Regions from separate parts of the Gasterosteus aculeatus genome. Here region 1 is linked to region 2. The links are chromatin contacts, called in public Hi-C maps. All regions are on one chromosome and are shown on one strand. The core of a region is the stretch at or near the end of the contact, and the rest is flanking DNA. Distances in the headings are between cores, read along the strand shown.

The links. Hi-C and Micro-C count contacts between places; a contact is called where the count stands out from the background.
Region 1: a Hi-C map of whole body shows a contact between it and region 2, with 4 times the contacts expected there. The contact joins the enhancer-like site here to the promoter of skia in region 2. A contact is called at or near these places in 6 of 6 Hi-C or Micro-C datasets (blood and trunk muscle, liver, skeletal muscle and 2 more).

The regions. Positions count from the first base shown.
Region 1 is chr2:24,682,565-24,687,402 of fGasAcu3.hap1.1, forward strand. All of the region lies in intron 1 of skia (v-ski avian sarcoma viral oncogene homolog a), which reads left to right. Among protein-coding and RNA genes, the nearest start is that of LOC144387575, 25 kb to the right of the region's middle. Within about 2 kb of position 2,832, at least 6 of the 9 cell types and tissues checked have open chromatin away from gene starts, as enhancers often do.
Region 2 is chr2:24,642,393-24,647,467 of fGasAcu3.hap1.1, forward strand. It overlaps skia (v-ski avian sarcoma viral oncogene homolog a), which reads left to right and starts at 1,891. Exons shown (of 7, transcript XM_040192727.2): 1 at 1,891-3,700. The coding sequence starts at 2,780.

The sequences.
Region 1 (4,838 bases), core at 1,582-4,081, 41 kb after region 2:
ATCCTCCGTTGCCGTTAGCTGGGATTATTCTAGCACTGGGTTCTGCTCGCATATCACCGGTTGTTGTTGGTTCCTCTTGTTACCATGTTCACACTGCAGGATCTGATTTAAGCAAGACGTGCAGCTGGTGAGGGTTTGGGCCCCATGGCTAATGTTCTAGGTAATAACATCCAAAGTTGATTTAATGCAAAACAATTAAAGGTATCAAAAACACATGCCGTTAAATATTTGATATTATATATCTTATTAATGTCACCTCCAGGCAATTCAGTACGATATAATATGTATTAAATAAAAGCCAGTACAGTATAATATTTATATATGAAATAATAACTGGTATGCTATAATATATACTGTCTATACGTCAGTCGTCTCGTCTGCTTGAATGGTGATAAAATCCGTGCTCTTCCTCCAGAATGTCGTCCGCCTGTTGATACCATGACAAGAACGCAAGTAAGCTTGGGGCCAAACCAATGTTGCTCCAGGCTGAGTCCGTTTAAGACGCTGATTGGCTAAATTGTATGTCACATTTTTGTATTTAATCAGCAATTGGCTAAAGTGCTCCTTAGACCCGCCTTCTGCGGGCAACTTGCCCCTAGCGCAGATAGAACAGACGTGACGTGCGTATGACAGGCAGGGACGTGCAGAAAAGATCATGTTTTGCGCAGATATCATATTTTACAAATATTAATGGGTGCGTTCTGTATTTCAAAAACGCAAATATTGACAATTTTATCTTACATTATCTTTTCTTCTCTCTTTTTTGGGGCGACATGTGCAACCTGTTCAACCCTCGTCCTAGCTGGAGACATTAGCTTTTGGAACTCTCTCTTCAGCTTTGGCCACCAGCCTCTCCGGACTCTTCCTGGAAGTGGAAGGTGCTGGAACAGCAGCAAATCATTCTCTGGGCCTGAAATGGAGATATCAGATAGCGCTGTACCGTCTCTCCAGGTGAAAGGTCGACGGGAGCGAGCGCATTTTGCAGGGAGCAGCGAGTATCCGTGCAAATGGGGCCGTGAACACAAAGTGTCGTCTTGTTTTGCTGGGTAGTAGCAGGGGAATGGATGGGAAGCTTCCCTGCTAATGGGATAATGATGGCTTATGTGGGGAGTGGTGGTACAGGCGTGTACCACTCTGTATGCAGCTACCTGAGAGTCAGAACATCGGCCATTCGTCCACACGTACACACTTCCAGCACTGTTCTCCAACAAGCTCAACTAGTTTCCACTTACTTTTTGGTTACTTATGTGCTGAGCATGGAAGAAATTACTCTGCGCTGTATCAAAGGGAATATTCGATGAGGTCATTTCCAGTGTAGTCAGCAAACCTGTTTGTGTTGAAGTCGGATCAGCGCCTCGGCAGGACGGAGACTCTTGAATAATAAGATGATTTTGATGCTTTGCAGGGAAGCGCTGCAACGCTTTGACTGCAAAGTGTTTTTGCTGTTTGCTTCTTGCAAGACAGAGGCCCCATTGTTCTCTGCGACTCCTCCGCCAAGCAGAAGATGGTGGGATGAAGCAGTTGCCAACATTTGCGCTCTGTGAGTTTGTGTGTTTGTGTGTGTGTGTGTGTGTGTGTGGGGGTGGGGGGGGGGGGGGGGGGGGTGGAACCCACAAACGTACAGTCGAGGAATCTCACTCGCTTCGCCCGGGCATGGAGAGGAGAAGGGAGCATGGCGTGGTGGTGAGACGCTAACTCAGCAGCTCACTTCACCTACGCGCCTCACAGCAGACATAAAATGCTCCGTATGGGGGGGGGGGGCTTGTTTGTTTCCCCCAAGGCCAGCAGCTGATTCAGCCACGACGCTCAGCGTCCCAGGTCAGCCGTTTTTCTGTGCATGAATATGGGAAGGACGTGTTGTCCAACACCTGTTTGTCACCGACCATATGTGGAGCCTTTGTGGCTGCGTGAGCGCTCATTTGGCCTCCTGGGGGGCCTCCTGCCTTCCCTCCACCACGGGCCCCTCAGAGGAACCTGCAGGGAGGCCAACGTCAGGTCACACGGAGGGTGCGGCCCTGCTCGCCCTCCGGAGTGAACAGAGAGCAAAGACAACGGCTTGGTTGCCCTTTCATCCGAGCCAAGGCTTGGTGGGGGGGTGTCGGGTTAGGCAACCTGTCAAGCGCCATGTCATCACAAGTTGTTTTTCTCCGACAGCACGCAGTCCTGACACTCAGTCACATTATGTTGTCCAAGCAGAAAGGATTCCTCTGAAGGCCCCGTTGAGGATCAGTGTCATGTTCTAGAACGCCGAGTGTTACACCGACAAGTCAACTAGCAAAGATCCAGCATTTTATAAATGTCTTTCAATTATTCAAACCATTCCAGCCGCGGTTCTCAATCTTCTCCTAGCAGATGGAGTTTGGTCAGTTGTCATGGAGATATTCAGCCACAGCAGAGCAAACATGAGGCCGATCATGGGGCGGAAGCTACAGAAAAGGCTTGTGAGGTAGAAAGTGAGTCAGGATTTGTTCGTGAAATGAATGACAATAAATTGTTGAGCCATTGTGTACTTTTATTCCAGTAGATCAATTCGAGAAGTCGTCCTGGCTGGAGGCATACGGTGTTTGTTCTCATGGCGGTAGTTGTGGTTTTGGTTTGTGACTTCTTACATGTACTGGAAGCTCTTTTAGCCCCTGAACATTGTTTGTCCCTGCGTTTTGCACTTCTGTCAAATAGATTTTGCTTGTTTGCTTTGTCTGCAACTTGAATCTTGCTTGTTTGCAGAGGACATCCTGTAATCTATGAGACAGGAAGCGCACACAGACAGATAGACGGATAGGGCGGGGTGGGGGTTGTGGGACAGACGGCGATAGCAGGGAGTGGCACAAAGTGAAACTGGGGGGCGGGCCTAGATGGAAATGACAGATTGTGTCAAGAGGAGCAGCGTCATTCAGGTCGAGTACTCGGTGGCCTTTTGTTTTTGGGTGACTCCCATTATCAACGCCACAACTCCTGAGTTTAACCTCAGACCAGAACTGGCCTTGAGATCAGGTTTTCAGAAGGCGGTCGCTCCGGAAACCGCTGGCTCGCTCGCAGGCCCCTTCTGGCGTCGCTCCAACAGAGCTCTACAAGAATAACCTTTCCTCCAAATCCGCCGCTCTCTTCCCTGCTTGCTACTCAAATTAAGTTGAGCTGGAAACAGAGATTCAACACGGATACGTTGGTCTGCCGTGTTTAGGACGGCCTCATATGTTTGCCGTTAGGCGCTGATCAGCTGTACAGAACTCTCTCTGAACTCATCGGTTTACTTAACAAACCCTTCTGATTTAAAAAAGGTACAACGCAACAAAGAGCCCCAGAGGGAACATGTCATGCACTCAGCAGAAGGATTTCACAATGTCCACAACTTGAGGGATGGTATTCTTCTCGTTACTAGAGCAGTGCTGGTGCAAAGATGTCATGGTGTTCCACAGCGTTCAGTTCATCTGCTGCATTGACCAGATATCACAATCATTGACATGTGTCATTTACTACTGTGCTATTGTGAGCTGTAGAACATTATACGTGGTTGTTAATCAGGTTTATCCTTCTGTTAATAACAGGGTATGTGATACCAATACTGTACTATCAATATCTTGTCCTGCTAAAACAAGAAGCGTACTAGGAACTTCAGTAGCATGATACAAACGTCTGGCCAACGTGTACGAGCTCAAGTCTCATATTTGATATTGTTCAAATGTGCTGCTCGGAGTATCTTGTGTAACTGTGAAAAACATCACTGCCATGCAGACAGAGGAAGTGTTTCAAAAGACACAGACAGTGTTTATCACTCCACCCATCCTGCCTCACACACACACACACACACACACACACACAAGGGGCCCGGCATGGGGCCCTTCGGCAGCTGAGACGGGTCTGCCACTCTCACTATTTCCACACATGCTTCCACATGACTTGAGGCCCTGTGACCTTCTCATACTGGGGTCATTCCGAGCTGCCAAGTGTGAAGCAAAGGCCCCGAATGAGCATTTCACAGCGTCAAAGAGGCCGATATATCGATACTTTGATTACAGACACGAGCTTCACAAGTTGATCAGAGACCAACGGTGTGAATGTTGGTAAAAGGCCGATGTTCTCTCCCATAGCGGTGTCCTTCCTCCACAGCACGAGGCGCCATGTTGTCAGACGGTGCAGACTGGGTACGTCCTGGCGCACATCTCGGCTAATCGGGAAGCCTTATTTTAGAAGTGTGACATCCTGTCTGTGCAACCAGCGCCGTAAAGGGGGCGGATCTACGCACACGCGTGTTTTCTATGTGTCTTTGAAGTCTCTCATGTGTAGCAACCTGCTTATCGGGGCAGCGTTGTAAAGTTGAATGAAAGAGGCTGAGTGTGTGTGTGTGTGTGTGCGTGTGCGTGTGTGCGTGTGTGCGTGTGTGATAAAGCAGGCAGGGACATGCAGAGGAAGATATGGCGCTGTAAGGAGATAACGGGATCTAATTATAGTAAGATTACACTCCTTCCTTTGCAGACGATTACCTGAAGCCCACACGAGGGTCACGTTAAGCACAGGCGTCAAACAACGTACTCCAGCGATCCTCCCCCACCTTCGCCCGGGGGGCCGATGCGTGACCAACAGTATCCGCCGGTACGGTTCCTTCCAGTTGGACGTCCCTGAGCTCCTCTTCATGTCCGGGGACGCTTTTCATAAATGGTCTGCTTAATGTCCCGCTGTCCCACTGGCCCCCCTGGAGTGACTGGCACGTGGCACAGAGACTTTGCCCTGTAGGACATATCTCTTGATCTGTAGATAGTCCCCAGACGACCAGGCACAGTCAGCACATAGATCTCTTTATTAGACGGACTGCTTATTGTGTTGTGATTGCGCTGGCAGCACGG
Region 2 (5,075 bases), core at 641-3,140:
AACAAAGCCCCTTTCCTAACCCCTACATGACGCATTCTCCAGTTACATTTCTGTTTTTTAGTATACTTACATTACATTACAGGTCATGTAGCTGACGCTTTTATCCGAAGCGACGTACATTGCATTTTTAACCCAAGGCTTAGGAGGAGTTAGGTGTCTTGCTCAGAGACACTTTGACATGGGACATGTCCCCTCTACCCCTGCGCCACGGTGACCCCTTATATACGTCCTAAAGCGTCTTTGGCTACCCAGAAAAGTGCCCAAAAAACCTATTATTATAAGATACGACATTACCTGTACGAATGTAATCCCTCCGTAGACACATTGTGCATAACTGGTCATGTTATAACGTTGTGAGGAATGTTGAACAGAGCATTATGAGGAACAACATTCCATGTTCATTAAGCACACTCAGAACTCCCCGTCCTACACGCCTCACACGTGGCATCACGCAACATGAAAGCGTCGCGATGAATCATACCTGACGGCTCCCTTCTCTTCTCTGGCCATTGTCAGCGTACAGGCTCGCCTGGGAAAACTTTCCACCTCAGTTTTCTCATGGATCCCTTTCTAACAGGAGCCCCCAGAATGTTCTCGGGTTCTCTTCCGCTGATCGCCCCTCTGCCTGCTGGCCTCCCCCGGAGGATCTTACCTCCATCTCCCCCCGGCTGCAGTTTCAGCCATGTTAGGCTAGAGGATGCCAAAGGAACACAGAACTGCTTATTGAGTGAGGACTTCAGGCAGGACCTCCTGAGGAGTAAGAATAATATTAATTATTATTAATCACTCCAGGTTTTTTTTCCTGGGCCCTGAAACTAAATCACGTAGCCTTGATCAAAAACCCAACCATCAAAGACCATTTCTTGTTGATTGACATCTGATCCATGGTGAGCGGATCAGGAACGCAGAGTCTTCTTCTTCTGCCGCAAACTATAGACACACGTCTCCAGACTAAAAGACTGCTTACATTGTACTTATAACGGCTCTTATCTACAGCAAAGTGTAAATTGGCATATTTAAAGAAATCGCACTTTCTTGTTTCTTGTTCTTCTGAGTTTGAGTCCTTATGGTTGAAATGCACTTCTTTGGATAAAAGCGTCAGATAAATGACACGTGATGTGATGTAACTGTCTCTCCAGCCTCGAACCAAATGATTCACATAAACACGCTTTTCTTTTGCTACATTCAGGGTCCTGAGAAAAATAGTAAATCGGATCGTCAGCAGATTGCATTATGTTTGAGTTGATGAATGAACGGATTATGACAGCAATCATAAACTGCACGCTGATTACAAAGACAACAACCGGAGCTTTTAGCCAAATATTAGCCGGATGAGTACATTTCAGAAAGCAATCTTATTCGTAGGCTCACAGGCTACACCAGCGCTTCCCAAACACGAGAACGCCGCGGCCCACTTTGAAATCTGAAAATATTTCGCAGCCAATCAAACCTTTAATCACAACTCTGATCAAAACATAATGATTAAATAAGCTCCATATCTCACGCGCTTGAGCGCCGCTCAGCATCTCGCCGTCGTAGACGAGCTTTGGCGTGTTTGTCAGAGCGCCTTGAGCGGCGTGTACGACCAGTACGGATCAACCGAGTAACCAATTGATCCATGTGTATATAAGGCGCTCCGGATTATAAGGCGCTGTCGTTTTTTGAGGAAATTAAAGCCTTTTAAGTGCGCCTTGGAGTGCGGAAAATGCGGTATATTTACTTTAATACTACTAGAGGGCGCCGCGTTTGTTAATTTTTGTTTGTTTGTTAGTTTGTTTATTAATCTGTCCGTTTAAATTGTTTGTGCTTCATTAACTAATGTTTCACATAACTAATGTGCCGCATCATAAATATTTTTATATTAAGTTCAAACTTTAAAAAATTGAAAATGAAAAAACATTTATTTATTGTAAATGACCTCTCGCGGCCCACCTGCAGTACCTTCGCGGCCCACCAGGGGGCCGCGGCCCACACTTTGGGAATCTCTGGGCTACAACAATTAACTCACTCCATTCAGACCTCTTTGGGAATACTACAGAACCACACTAGGCTGTCGGGAGTAAACTAAATGACTTATAACTAAATAAATAGAGTATTCCGGGGTAAAAGAAAGTCCCCAACATGTCATGAAGTAAATAACAAACACGCGCGCTCACTAACGGAGTTGTTTCTGTGGGAAAGTAGGCGCGCGGCACGTTTTCCCACATCACGTGAACGCGGCATTCGTTGTCTTCTCTCCACAGGGCAGCGGCGGGGGGCGGCTAGTTCCTGGAAGAGCCGGCCTGCCTGCGGAGTCACTCGCATTCCTGGCTGGGATTCAATGACTGAGCCAGACACACACACGCAGGGGGAGGGAGGGAGATACATAGCGGGGGAGGGAGAGAGAGAGAGAGGGGGGAGGGAGGAGGGAGGCTGGCTCTCAGACGTCTCTCCCCGCAGTCACAGTGAACCGCGGGGGCAGACGCAGCGGATCGCAGCGGAAGGAGCCTGAAACGAGGGTCGTTTTGTCCGCAGCTCGACGGGCGGAACCTGCGCGGACTTTCCGAGGCGTTTCTTCGGGCATGGACAGTCGGCGGCCCGCGGCCGGCAGCGACGGGCCGGCGCTCAGCCTGTAGTCGCGGCCGGGACAGAAGTGCGAGCCCGTGGGACTTTTTACCGGATGTTTGATGAGGCGCCCCGCCGCTCGGCTCGCCTCTCGCACCCCGTGGATTCGCCGGGCTCGCGCGCGCACGCACACTCGCGACCGTCGGATTCGCGCTTCTGAAGTCGCGGGAGCAACATGGAGCCCGTCAGCGGCCAGAGCTTCCAGCCGCACCCGGGACTGCAGCGGACTCTGAAGCAGTTCCACCTCAGCTCCATGAGCTCGCTGGGCGGCCCGGCGGCCTTCTCCGCCCGCTGGCAGCACGAGCTGCTCTTCAAGAAGGAGGGCGAGGAGCCCGAGCCGGTCCCGCGGCGTCTGCCGCCGCCGCCGCCGGCCATGCCGGGCCCGCTCTTCATCCCGTCCGACCGCTCCACGGAGAGGTGCGAGACGGTGCTGGAGGGCGAGACCGTCTCGTGCTTCGTGGTCGGCGGGGAGAAGCGGCTGTGCCTGCCGCAGATCCTCAACACGGTGCTGCGGGACTTCTCGCTGCAGCAGATCAACTCGGTGTGCGACGACCTGCACATCTACTGCTCGCGCTGCACGGCGGACCAGCTGGACATCCTCAAAGTCATGGGCGTGCTGCCCTTCTCGGCGCCGTCCTGCGGCCTCATCACCAAGACCGACGCGGAGCGGCTGTGCAACGCCCTGGTCTACGGAGGCGCCTTCCCGCCGCGCTGCAAGAGGGAGCCGGGCGGCGGCTCGCTGGAGCTGGAGCTCACCGAGAGGAGCTTCAGGGTCTACCACGAGTGTTTCGGCAAGTGCCGGGGCTTGTTCGTGCCGGAGCTGTACAGCAGCCCCGGCGCAGCGTGCATCCAGTGCATGGACTGCAGACTCATGTACCCGACCCACAAGTTCGTGGTGCACAGCCACAAGGCTCAGGAGAACCGGACTTGCCACTGGGGCTTCGACTCGGCCAACTGGAGGGCGTACATCCTCCTGGGCCAGGATTACTCGCTCAAAGAGGAGGGGGAGGCGGCCCGCCTGCAGCAGCTCCTGGACGACATCAAGGAGAAGTTCGACTTCGCCAACAAGTACAAGAGGAGAGCGTCGTCGTCCCGGGTGAGTCGGTTATTCACGGGCTTGTTGCCACTGTCGCTTCTTCTCTGCAGCGCTGTCCCCTGCGTGTCTCCCCCCCCCTCCGTGGGACACGCTGGATTTGGGGCAGAGCTCCTCCAAAAGAGTGCTGGAGGGGTCAAATTAAGGCATTGGGGCTCTTGTGTGCAAAAGCACCTGTATGGTCAGTTTGGGGTCATCAGCAGACGCGCGGTTACTATTTGGCCTCAATGACGACAGAAGCCCTCCGGCGGCCATGAAGCCGCTTGTGATGAACCTCTGGGCTCCACTGCAAACATCACCTCATTTACCAGCAACCGCTGCGCAACTGTTCTATTCTACACACACACACACACACACACACACTTCTGCTTGATCCTTACATTCCGGTGCGTGGTCCCATGGGGGGCAAACGTTGGAATGATGTGATGCTTCCTGTGGTTTGTCATCAGACACGTGACACAGTGAAGCTCTGTGAGGGGGTCAGCGTCTGCGCTGGTGTGTGCGGACCAGTAGTTGGGTGGTAGACTGATGAAAGGACCCCCCCTCGGACCCCCACACCCTCCTCTAGAAAAAGGCCCGTGCAGCCATTTGCATGAGCTGTTACACATGAATGGAGCTGATGGAGCAGAGTTAGAAGTATTGTGGTGGAAACATAATATGATCACAACAAAGGAGGCTTTCAGCAGACATCCACCTTCCCCAGGCCAGCACCCACCCATCCCCCCCCCCTCGCCTACTCTGCTCCAGCCCCACTGAAACCAGAGCGGACCCCTGGGCGGCCCCCCAGCCCCCCACGGGAGTCTGCCAAAGAAAGAGGGGTGGCTGAAGGGTCCGAGTCGCGCCCTGCAGGGTGAACACCACCCGCCACACGCGTCCATTCACACTCAAGTGGGCACACCCCAAGCCCCCCCCCGTCCCCCCCGTCCCCCCCCAGGGGCCTCCTCTGCTGCTGTAAGAGCCGACGGGGCACCGAGCGTTAAGACTCGACCAGCTTTTTATTCTGACACCTGCAAACACCTTGTTTTAAGGGACGCTAATGAGGGAACACATGCTGGGGGGGGGGGGGCGCCACCGCCGTGTCAGCACATTGGAGCAGGACCGTGGCGGGGGTTCTTGGGGGGGGTTCTTGGGGGGGGTTCTTGGGGAAGGTTCCTGGAGGGTGTGAGTGGCACCAGCAGTAACCAGGCGGCTCTGTGAATGTTAATGGGGGGGTTTCAGAAGCCGTCTCGCATGCAGACAGACACAGGAAGTGATGTCGTCACACTTCCCTGCCTGCAGATGCTCTTCGAGGAGCTTCCTTCTCACGCGGCGCCAAACCAGCAGTAAAGGTTTAAACGGTTCTCATGTGAGAGGAAATGAACCTCTGCGTGATTTTACC